2 separate regions of the Mus musculus genome follow, and region 1 is linked to region 2. Evidence: chromatin contacts called from public Hi-C data. All regions are on one chromosome and are shown on one strand. Each heading gives the region's core, a stretch centred on a gene start, on an enhancer-like site or on the middle of the called end of the contact. The rest is flanking DNA. Distances are from core to core; before and after follow the strand shown.

The links. Hi-C and Micro-C count contacts between places; a contact is called where the count stands out from the background.
Region 1: a Hi-C map of erythroblasts shows a contact between it and region 2, with 3 times the contacts expected there. The contact joins the promoter of Adora2a here to the promoter of Bcr in region 2. A contact is called at or near these places in 5 of 39 promoter capture datasets (the HPC-7 cell line, cranial neural crest, embryonic stem cells and 2 more), 4 of 484 Hi-C or Micro-C datasets (embryonic stem cells, erythroblasts, regulatory T cells and 1 more), 1 of 115 datasets of contacts at active chromatin or transcription factors (memory CD8 T cells) and 3 of 9 other capture datasets (embryonic stem cells, liver and pancreatic islet).

Annotation. Positions count from the first base shown.
Region 1 is chr10:75,314,982-75,319,651 of GRCm38.p6, forward strand. Adora2a (adenosine A2a receptor) reads left to right here and starts at 1,896. Exons shown (of 3, transcript NM_009630.3): 1 at 1,896-2,166.
Region 2 is chr10:75,058,781-75,063,210 of GRCm38.p6, forward strand. It overlaps Bcr (BCR activator of RhoGEF and GTPase), which reads left to right and starts at 2,116. Exons shown (of 23, transcript NM_001081412.2): 1 at 2,116-3,530. The coding sequence starts at 2,246.

The DNA of each region.
Region 1 (4,670 bases), core at 646-3,145, 260 kb after region 2:
GGCTATACTGACAAACCAAAACCCAGAGCTAGAAACCAGGCTTCTGGGGGCTACATGTACTGTCAAGGGGCAGGGCGGTTCCTGTTTGGTCTCAACACATATAACTGGGGAGGGAGTCAGGCCAAGACCAATGTGAACTTTTATTGGCTTGGAAAGCCTGAGCCATCTTCTTGTGGCTCTACACAGTGTCATGACATGGAGCTGAAGCCAAGCAGGCTTTGACTGTCACGGCCATAGGACACAGTTTCTGTGGTGAGATGGTACCCATCAGAACCTAAGGGTGAACTGGCCACTGGCTTTGTTTTCCTGAGGACCAGTATTGGAAAGGAGGCCTTACTCCGTGGGCCAGGCATCACCCTCTGGCCCCGTGCTTCTCAAACTTCCTAATGCTGCAAACATTTAATAGAGTTCCTCGTGTTGTAGTGACACCCAACCACAAAATTCTCTTCTCTCTCTCTCTCTCTCTCTCTCTCTCTCTCTCCCTCCCTCCCTCTCCCTCTCTCCCTTTTCCTCTCTCCCTCTCTCCCTCTCTCTCTTTCTTCCCTGCTTTGTAACAGTAATTTCCTGCTAGTATAAATCATAATATAAGTATTTTTGGAGATACAGGTTTGCCAAAGGGATTGTGACTCACAGGTTGAGAACCACTGCTCTAGGAGGGTCCCCCTGGAGAAAGGTGCTGGGCCCTGGAATTGGAATGGTTGAGAGAGAGGAGGGATCCCCAGAACTGGCCAAGAGTTGGTCTCTACTTCATGAGTCCCCATATCCCCTTCAATGGGGCATTTTTAAGATAGTCATCCCAGGACACGAGTCTTGACAGGAATGGGCAGGATAGTATTGCTCCCCCAAGAGAACTCAGGAACAAACACGCAGAGTCCAGTTTGAGAATAGACCCTAGCTTGATCGTGTCTCATCCTTACCCCTGCAAGGCACATGGCGACGCACGCCAGTGTCAGGGCAGCCCTTGGCACTGGTCCTGCTTGGTGATGGTTTTAGGCTTCTTAACTGAAGCTGAGATGGCAGTGCTCCAGTCTTCTGTGCTCCCTCCAGAGGATCTCAGGTTTAAAGCAAATTGCACGAAGGTCCCTACTCTAACCAGATCTGTAGACACAGGCACACCCTCTACCCCACAGATGCTGTAACACTGCGAGGGTGGGCTCATCAAATGGAAATAAAAGGTCAGACTTTGGAAGAATGAGCCTGAGAGATGGGGTGGGGGGCGTCCAAGTCAAGTCCTGGTAGATGACAATCACCATTTCAAAGGCAGACATTGGCACCTGCACTCACTATGTGCCTACTTCTGAAGAGATATTCCTTCCCATCCTGACTGCAGCCCCCCGGGGGTCTAGCCTGGCTCTCAGCAAGCCTCCCCTCATACTTTCCTCTAACCAGACAGCCTGTGGGTTGCAAAGGTTCTAGAAGACAAGGTTCCAGAAAGGCTGTGGCCTTGTGTGAAGGGCTTGCCCTGTTGTGAACAGATTGAGATTTGCAAATCCTTCCAGAAAGACAAGATTCCACTTTGGGTCCAGCTGCCTCCAGTCGTGAGAGGAGGAGATTCCCAGCCCAGAAGTCTGAGAGTCCTAGTTAGGCTGTGGTGCAGATGCACTCCCTCCTTGCTCAGTAGTTCAGAGAAGTAAAGATGTGGGGGAGGAGTCACGGTTCACAGGCATCAGAGATGTAAGAACTGTAAAGGACCAACCCCCCTCCGCCCCCAGCCCCGGCCTAGGGTCGGGTGTGAAGCAGCTTGGGTCATAACAGCATCAGGGCAGCTTAGCTCCGATAAAGGGCAAAACTGGGAGGACCAGAGTGGCATAGACAGCCTAATGCCTTGTGGAGGAGCCACCGGAGAGGGGTGGGGCGCCAAGGCTTCATGGGTGGGGGCACTCGGGTGGGGGTGGGAGTGGCGCTGGAGGAGGCGGTCAGGACGCGTGGACCTGAAGCGCCCACGTTGGGGCGAAGGGTGCTTTGCTGCCGGACCCATCACCACCTCGCCCTTCCAGAGACAGTTTCCCCTGGTTCCCGCCTCGAGGCCTCGGTTTCCCCCAGCAGCGGGGCGGGGCGGGAGCAGCGCTGGTTTCGAAGTCGCCTGCAGGGTGCGCCCATGAGCGGCGCGGCCGGAGCTGGAGCCCGAGCGGTCGCTGAGACGGTGGGAGCCAGAGCAAGAGGCAGGTCAGCGGGGGTCCTGGGTCCCGGGGACCCTGGGGGTTTTCGGGTGGGCATCTTGGCGGTTGTGGCCGTCGGAGGCTGCGGAGCCTGGAGGTCTGAGCGAACCAGGGTCCTCCCGCCCCTCGGAGCGCCCGCCGCTCCCTCCGACCCTTCTTCCTTCCTGCTGTCGGGAGGGGAGTTCGCGGGTGCCGAGGTCCGAGCCTGCCCTGGCCACTTCGGGAGCGGTAGCAGCCCGGGTCCTCGGCGCGGTCACATCTCAAGTGTGGTGCCATCGGGGCGGTCCTCGGCGACCGGAAAGTGCTCAAGGGCAGCTAGGGAGGAAGGGGCTCGAGTAAGGCAGGGTAGCGGGATGCCTTACAGTCGTCTAGACCCGCCGGCGACACGAGCTGCTACAGCCGTCGATTTGTCGCCGCGCGGAGGGGACTGAACCTGCAAGCACACAAGTCCCTTTAGGGCGCGTCCCTACCAAAGCTAGGCTGCGGACGTCGAGGCGCGGCCGGAGGTAGGCGGGTCAGACTCTCGGGTTGGGGGTTCAAGCGGGCACCGGCTGCTTCGGGGAAGGCACGGCAAGAGCAGGGGAGTTTGGAACCCGGGGGAGGGGAGCATCCTGTTGACTGTGGTGGCGGGAACTTAGGGCACTGCGGAGAGTCCAGTGGACAACAGGGTGGGTGCCTGGGGGTGCCCAAAGCAGGGGTGCAAATGGCGGGAACGGTAACAACTCTCAAGGGTTTGGCAGAGGATGGGCACTGCCTTTGGAACCTTTAGACTAATCTTGCCCGCCCATGTAATGGGAGGAGCAGGAATTCACAGTGGACCAGAGAGACAGATGCAGCAGCCAGACAATCGCCAGGACTCCTTCTCCCCAGAATGGCTCAGGAGGGATTTGAATCCCTCTCCTTACCCAACCATAGACTGCACTTTGCCTCCCTGAGATGAGAGCCTGTTCTCTGTCCTTCTACCTGGGACTCTGTGCTGGTTGCCCGATCTCTGCCTCTACTGCCCAGCTCCTCCTCTACTCCCAGACCTCGTGGGCTTTCAGGAGGTTGCTCACAACCAACCAAGGATGTCCTAGGTGCCAGGACCCTTAAGACGATGATGGAGAGCTTTTCTGGGACAGGGAGTTAGGAAGGCTCTGCCTGTTTGGTTTTGTAGTCGCTGCTCAAAGATCGGTGGGTCCCTGAGTATGGTATCAAGATCTCAAAGCTCAGCCCTTGCATTCTGGGACTTCCCAGGTTCTCTCAAGTTCTAGTGTCTCTTGAGCAACCCCTAGCCAGTGCGCATTCCCTTAGAGGCTGACCATGACTGTTCTGGGCTGGGCTAGCCTTCCTGCTCATGGCTTGAAGTTAGGCTAAGGTCAGCCCACACAAGTAGTACGAGACAAACCGTGGGCCAGGCAGAAGAAGCAGTGGGTGATCTCCAGTGTCCTGCTAATGGGTCAAAGATTTTTGGTGTCCCAACCTAGAGTTTGATCTTGGCCCCTTGATGCACACTAACTAGGTGGCTGAGGGAAGGTCACTGTCCTGGAAAACCATTTTCCCACCTGTAGAGGAATGGTGTTCTTAGTAGTGCTAACACACAAGGGTATGGGGGTGGGTGGGAGAAGGGAATAAAAATGACAGTTTTTGGTTGGGTGTGGGGCAGGTTCAGGGGAAGAGGTGGTGGCAGTGGTGACTGGGGTGGGGACGGGTATGCTAGAGGGCAGGTCAGGGGTCTCCTCTGTTCTTAGGCTGGGTAACCCTGGAAGGGGAAGCAGAGATTGCCGTGAACAGAGGGAAATGTGGACAAGAGTTGGTTTGGGAGCAAGCATGTGGCTCCCAGGCATCAGGTTCTGCAAAGTCCAGGACCTGTCAGTGAGACCACAGTCCCTGGTGGCTCTCGGTTGTTGCCTGGATTTGATTCAGCAGCTCTTGCCTCTAACCTGCTCCTTCCTGAGCTACCCCCTCTCCCTCGAAGAAGCTAGAGCTCAATGGCCTTTTGGTAGCCCTGAGTAGTATGTGCATAGGAGAGTGGAGGGCGAGACAGATGGTCAGATAGACAGATGGACACCGGTAGGAAGTTTTGGTGAATGTGATGGTGTAGTTGAAGAGGTGAGGATCTTGCTACAGGCAAGTACTGAACTGGTAAAAGAGACTTTCTCCAAGTGCCAGGGAAGAATCTGGTCTGTGGGACACACTGGGGACCCGGCAGGGTAGATGATCAGGACCTGGGGAACTCAGTGGAGGAAAGTAGTCTGTAGGTGGGTGGCAGCAGAGGTGACAGAACCTGAGAATAGGACCAAGGTCCACACTGGGACCCCGATTGTAGGAGGAGATTAGAGGTACAGAGAGGAGCCCTTGGAGACTGTTCATGCCCAGAGCAAGACCCGGACCCTGAGATAAGGAAGAAGGAGCCATGTGGTGCAGAGAGGGAGGTCCCGGCCCTGAGATCCTGCCAGGTGTCAAGCAGGGATGGAATGGGGGAGAGAAGCTGCCCTTAGTCCAGGCCTGGGAAGGCACTGGACACTAGGA
Region 2 (4,430 bases), core at 866-3,365:
AGAAGAAGAAGAATGTAGTCTTTGGAAGAGTCTCCTTTTTTCAGATGGCCAGGAAATAGGGTTCCAGAGGCCTGAGCTCTTCTCGTCTCGCCTGCCTGGCTCACTTATTGAATGAGCCCATCAGATCATTATGGGCGGCAGCTAGTATTGATTGTGACCCTGTGAGGTCACGGCTTTGGCTTTTTTTTCTCTCCGTTCTCTCTCCCCTCCCTCTCTCTCTCCTCTGTCTCTTTCCTCCCTGTATCTGTGTGTCACTGTCCCTGTTTGTCTCTGTGCTCTGTCTCCATCTCTCTTCTGTCTCTCTCCTGTCTCTGTGTCTCTCTGCCCCAGTCCCCTCCGCCACCCCCCCCTCCCCGTGTGTGTGTTATCTGTCTGTGTCTTTCTCCTTTTTATGTACTGTTAGGGATTAATCCATGTCTTACCAAATAAGACCTCTACCATTGAGCCACGCCCCCAGCGAGGATCAGGCTTTTTAACTTGCTCATTCTACCAAGGAAGTACTTCACTGTTGTGCTTCTGGGATGCCTGCTCTCTCTCTCTCTCTCTCTCTCTCTCTCTCTCTCTCTCTCTCTCTCTCTCTCTCTCTCTCTCTCTCTCTCTCTCTCTCTCTCTTTGTTTTTGTTTCAAAGCTCAGAAGTCAAGTCACCAGCAAAACTATTTCTTCTCTGCAATTGCGTTGTTTACTGCCTGCTGGGCAAGAGGTAGGCGGGGAAGGAAGGAACAAGAGATTAAAAATGTCTACAGAGGGCAGCAGCGAGCTGCACAGCGCTCACAGAGTTCCTGAGCGGGGCTCCAAAGACTCGCCAGCCCTACCAACGTTAACACAAACTGAACCCTACTAGGTGCAGACAACAGGCTGGATGGAAGCGAGTTCCAGGGCCGGAAAGAGAATCCCGGCCTAAGTCAGGGAGGCCCTGCTGATCTGGCTGCTGGCGCTGGGCTCTAATTCTCTAGAAAAGCATGATAACAGTTTATAACCAAGGAAATAACAGTTGTGGAAGCAGGTGTTCTGGTTTTATCTCAGAGCTCGGGGAAACTGAGGCACGGAGATGGGAGAAGTGGTCAAAATTGAAGCTGTTCTTCAGCTGCCAAATCCTATTGCCTTTCACCTCACCCAGCAGGCTGGCCTGGGTTTCATTTTGTATTCTGGAGAGTTCCTGCAGAGAGCATCTCTGCTAAGTGCCTCAGATCCCTAAGCTTCGTTGGGAGCCATTAAAGATTTCCTGTCTTCCACCAGCTCTGTTGCTGAGAAGGAGGTGTGCGATCCTTTCACAGAAAGAAAAAGACCCCGAAAATACTACATTGGCCTCCAGAGGTCAAAAGTCATTACTCAGGAAGGGAGATACGTTGACCGAACAGATGGGGAGACATTCCTAAGTTATCATTCAGTGTAAGGAGTCCGGTGACAACTGAGTGGCCATTGTGAAGCTTCATCACCCACCTCCAGCACCAGAGGTTCACTGGCTAGCACCCGGGCTGTTGGCTTGCACCGTTGACCTGCCCCGGTTGATTTCTCAATAGTTTGGGCCCTGCTGGGTGTTCATTGGTGCGGTCAGCACCGAGGTTGGTGGATGCAGAAAAGAGGAAACAGGCATGAGAGTCTCCGTGGTGAAAGGATCGCTTCGAATCACCCGGTCTGGGGCGCCTCTGTGTACAGAAGGGGATCAGACCGGTTAGCAGCCGTCCCGGGTCCGATTTAAGGACCCAACGCTCTTCCCGCGGCGCGGCCCCTTTAAGAGGCGCGCCCAGCCCCGTCAGCCGCTCCGCGGCCACCGCCCCCCGGTCCTCCCCTTCCTGCAGCGCTGAGTGCGGGCCGGGGCGGGAGTGCGGCGAGAGCTGGCCGTGTCGAGCGGAGCGCCTGCCCGGAAAGCTGCGGAGCGGGGCGGGGCGGCGCGGGAACCGGAGGCGAGGAGCCCGCGGGGCTGCGGCCGTGGGCCGGCGGTGGGCCTGCTCTGCGGAGGACGGCTCCCGCCGCCGCCGCGCGCGCTGCGGAGCCCCGCACACAATAGCGGCGTGCGCAACCCCGCGCCCTTCCCCCCGCCCGCGCGCGCCCCCCACCCCCAGCCGCCGCCGCCGAGCCTCCCACCTCACCTGCGGCCCCCGGGGGCGGGCATTGTTCGCCGCCGCATCCGCGGGGCCATGGGAGCCACCGGGCTCCCCAGCCCGGGCCCGGTGAGAACGCCGCGCCGCCGCTGAGCCGGACTCCGGGCGCGCAGCTCGGCGGCGCAGGTGAGCCGGCCGCGCCATGGTGGACTCGGTGGGCTTCGCCGAGGCGTGGAGGGCGCAGTTCCCGGACTCGGAGCCGCCGCGCATGGAGCTGCGCTCGGTGGGTGACATCGAGCAGGAGCTGGAGCGCTGCAAGGCCTCCATTAGGCGCTTGGAGCAGGAGGTGAACCAGGAGCGCTTCCGCATGATCTACCTGCAGACGCTGCTGGCCAAGGAGAAGAAGAGCTACGATCGGCAGCGCTGGGGCTTCCGCCGTGCAGCGCAGCCCCCCGACGGCGCCGCCGAGCCCCGAGCGTCCGCCCCGCGCCCGCCGCCCGCGCCCGCCGACGGCGCAGACCCGGCGCCCGTCGAGGAGTCCGAGGCGCGGCCGGACGGAGAGGGGTCACCGAGTAAGGGGCGGTCAGCGTCCGCCCGCAGGCCAGCGGCTGCTGCATCGGCGGACCGGGACGACCGAGGGCCCCCCACCAGCGTGGCGGCGCTCAGATCCAACTTCGAGAAGATCCGCAAGGGACCTGCCCAGCCCGGCTCTGCCGACGCCGAGAAGCCCTTCTACGTGAACGTCGAGTTCCACCACGAGCGCGGCCTGGTGAAGGTCAACGACAAAGAGGTGTCCGACCGAATCAGTTCCCTGGGCAGCCAGGCCATGCAAATGGAGCGCAAGAAGTCCCAGCAGAGCGCCGGGCAGGGCCTGGGGGAAGCACCCAGACCCCATTACCGTGGGCGCTCCTCGGAAAGCAGTTGCGGCCTTGACGGTGACTATGAGGATGCAGAGTTGAATCCCCGCTTCCTGAAGGACAACCTAATAAATGCCAACGGCGGCAACAGGCCCCCTTGGCCGCCCCTGGAGTACCAACCCTACCAGAGCATCTATGTCGGAGGCATGATGGTGGAAGGGGAGGGCAAGAGCCCTCTCCTGCGAAGCCAGAGCACTTCAGAGCAGGAGAAACGCCTAACCTGGCCTCGCAGGTCCTACTCGCCTCGGAGTTTCGAGGACAGCGGAGGTGGCTACACGCCGGACTGCAGCTCCAACGAGAACCTCACCTCCAGCGAGGAGGACTTTTCCTCTGGCCAGTCCAGCCGCGTGTCACCAAGCCCCACCACCTACCGCATGTTCCGGGACAAGAGCCGCTCACCCTCGCAGAATTCGCAGCAGTCCTTTGACAGCAGCAGCCCCCCGACGCCACAGTGCCAGAAGCGGCACCGGCAGTGCCAGGTTGTGGTGTCTGAGGCTACCATCGTGGGTGTCCGCAAGACTGGGCAGATCTGGCCCAGTGATGGGGACAGCACCTTTCAAGGGGAAGCAGGTGAGTGCCTTGTGTGGGCATACTTGGACCTGTTCTGGACTCTTGAAGTAGATTGGCATGGGAGAAAATGGGTACTTTTTGGAGTGATTTTCAAGTGCTTTTGTGCCTCTTTGGCCCTGCGCCTGAACTGACTCCACCCCCTTCTTCCTGAAGGGGAATGGATGGGGGTGGGGGAATAGAAGGGAATGGCTGGTGGTGTGCTCTCTTGGGTCTAGATCTAGAGCAAGGTGGGTTTTGCGGAAGTATTGGGAAAGAGATGGCCACGTGCCCTCTCCAAGCTGGACCACAAAGTCGGTCATCTCTGCCACCTGGATTAACTCCTTGAGTGGGGCGCGGGGGGGGGGTGTGTGAGGGGGAGAAGGTGATCTGTGCAGGCTCTCCACAACCCGCCACCTGGTTGTTCTGGTCTTGGAGTGGTAATATGACACGTTGGGGGAACCCAAGATGTGCAAGCTGCCTGAGGGCTTAGATGTGTCAGATTCACTTGTCAGCCAGTGAGCAGGTGAGGAAAGGAAGCAGAAGTTGTGACTCAGTGGGCTACTGAAAAGCAAGAGGTTGAAGATCTTACGTGAGGTAATCCCACACCATCCTGACTGATTTGGCTTGGACAGGTCTTACCCATCATTACTCACCTGTAGACTCCTCCATCAACTGCCACTGAATTTTGTCTGTCGTTCTTTTTCAAACCCAGTGCTGTGCCAGTTCAAGGCATTCTTACACCTCTGAGTTAGGTCTCCAGACCCCACCTTCTTTTCTGGTCTTCCAGCGTGCTCTTGCCCCACTTCATTTTCTCAAGGGTGAGCTTTCAACAGGTTCTTTTTCTATTTTTTATTTTTTTCCAAGACGGGTTTTTGTGTGTGTGTGTGTGTAGCCCTGGCTGTCCTGGAACTCACTTTGTAG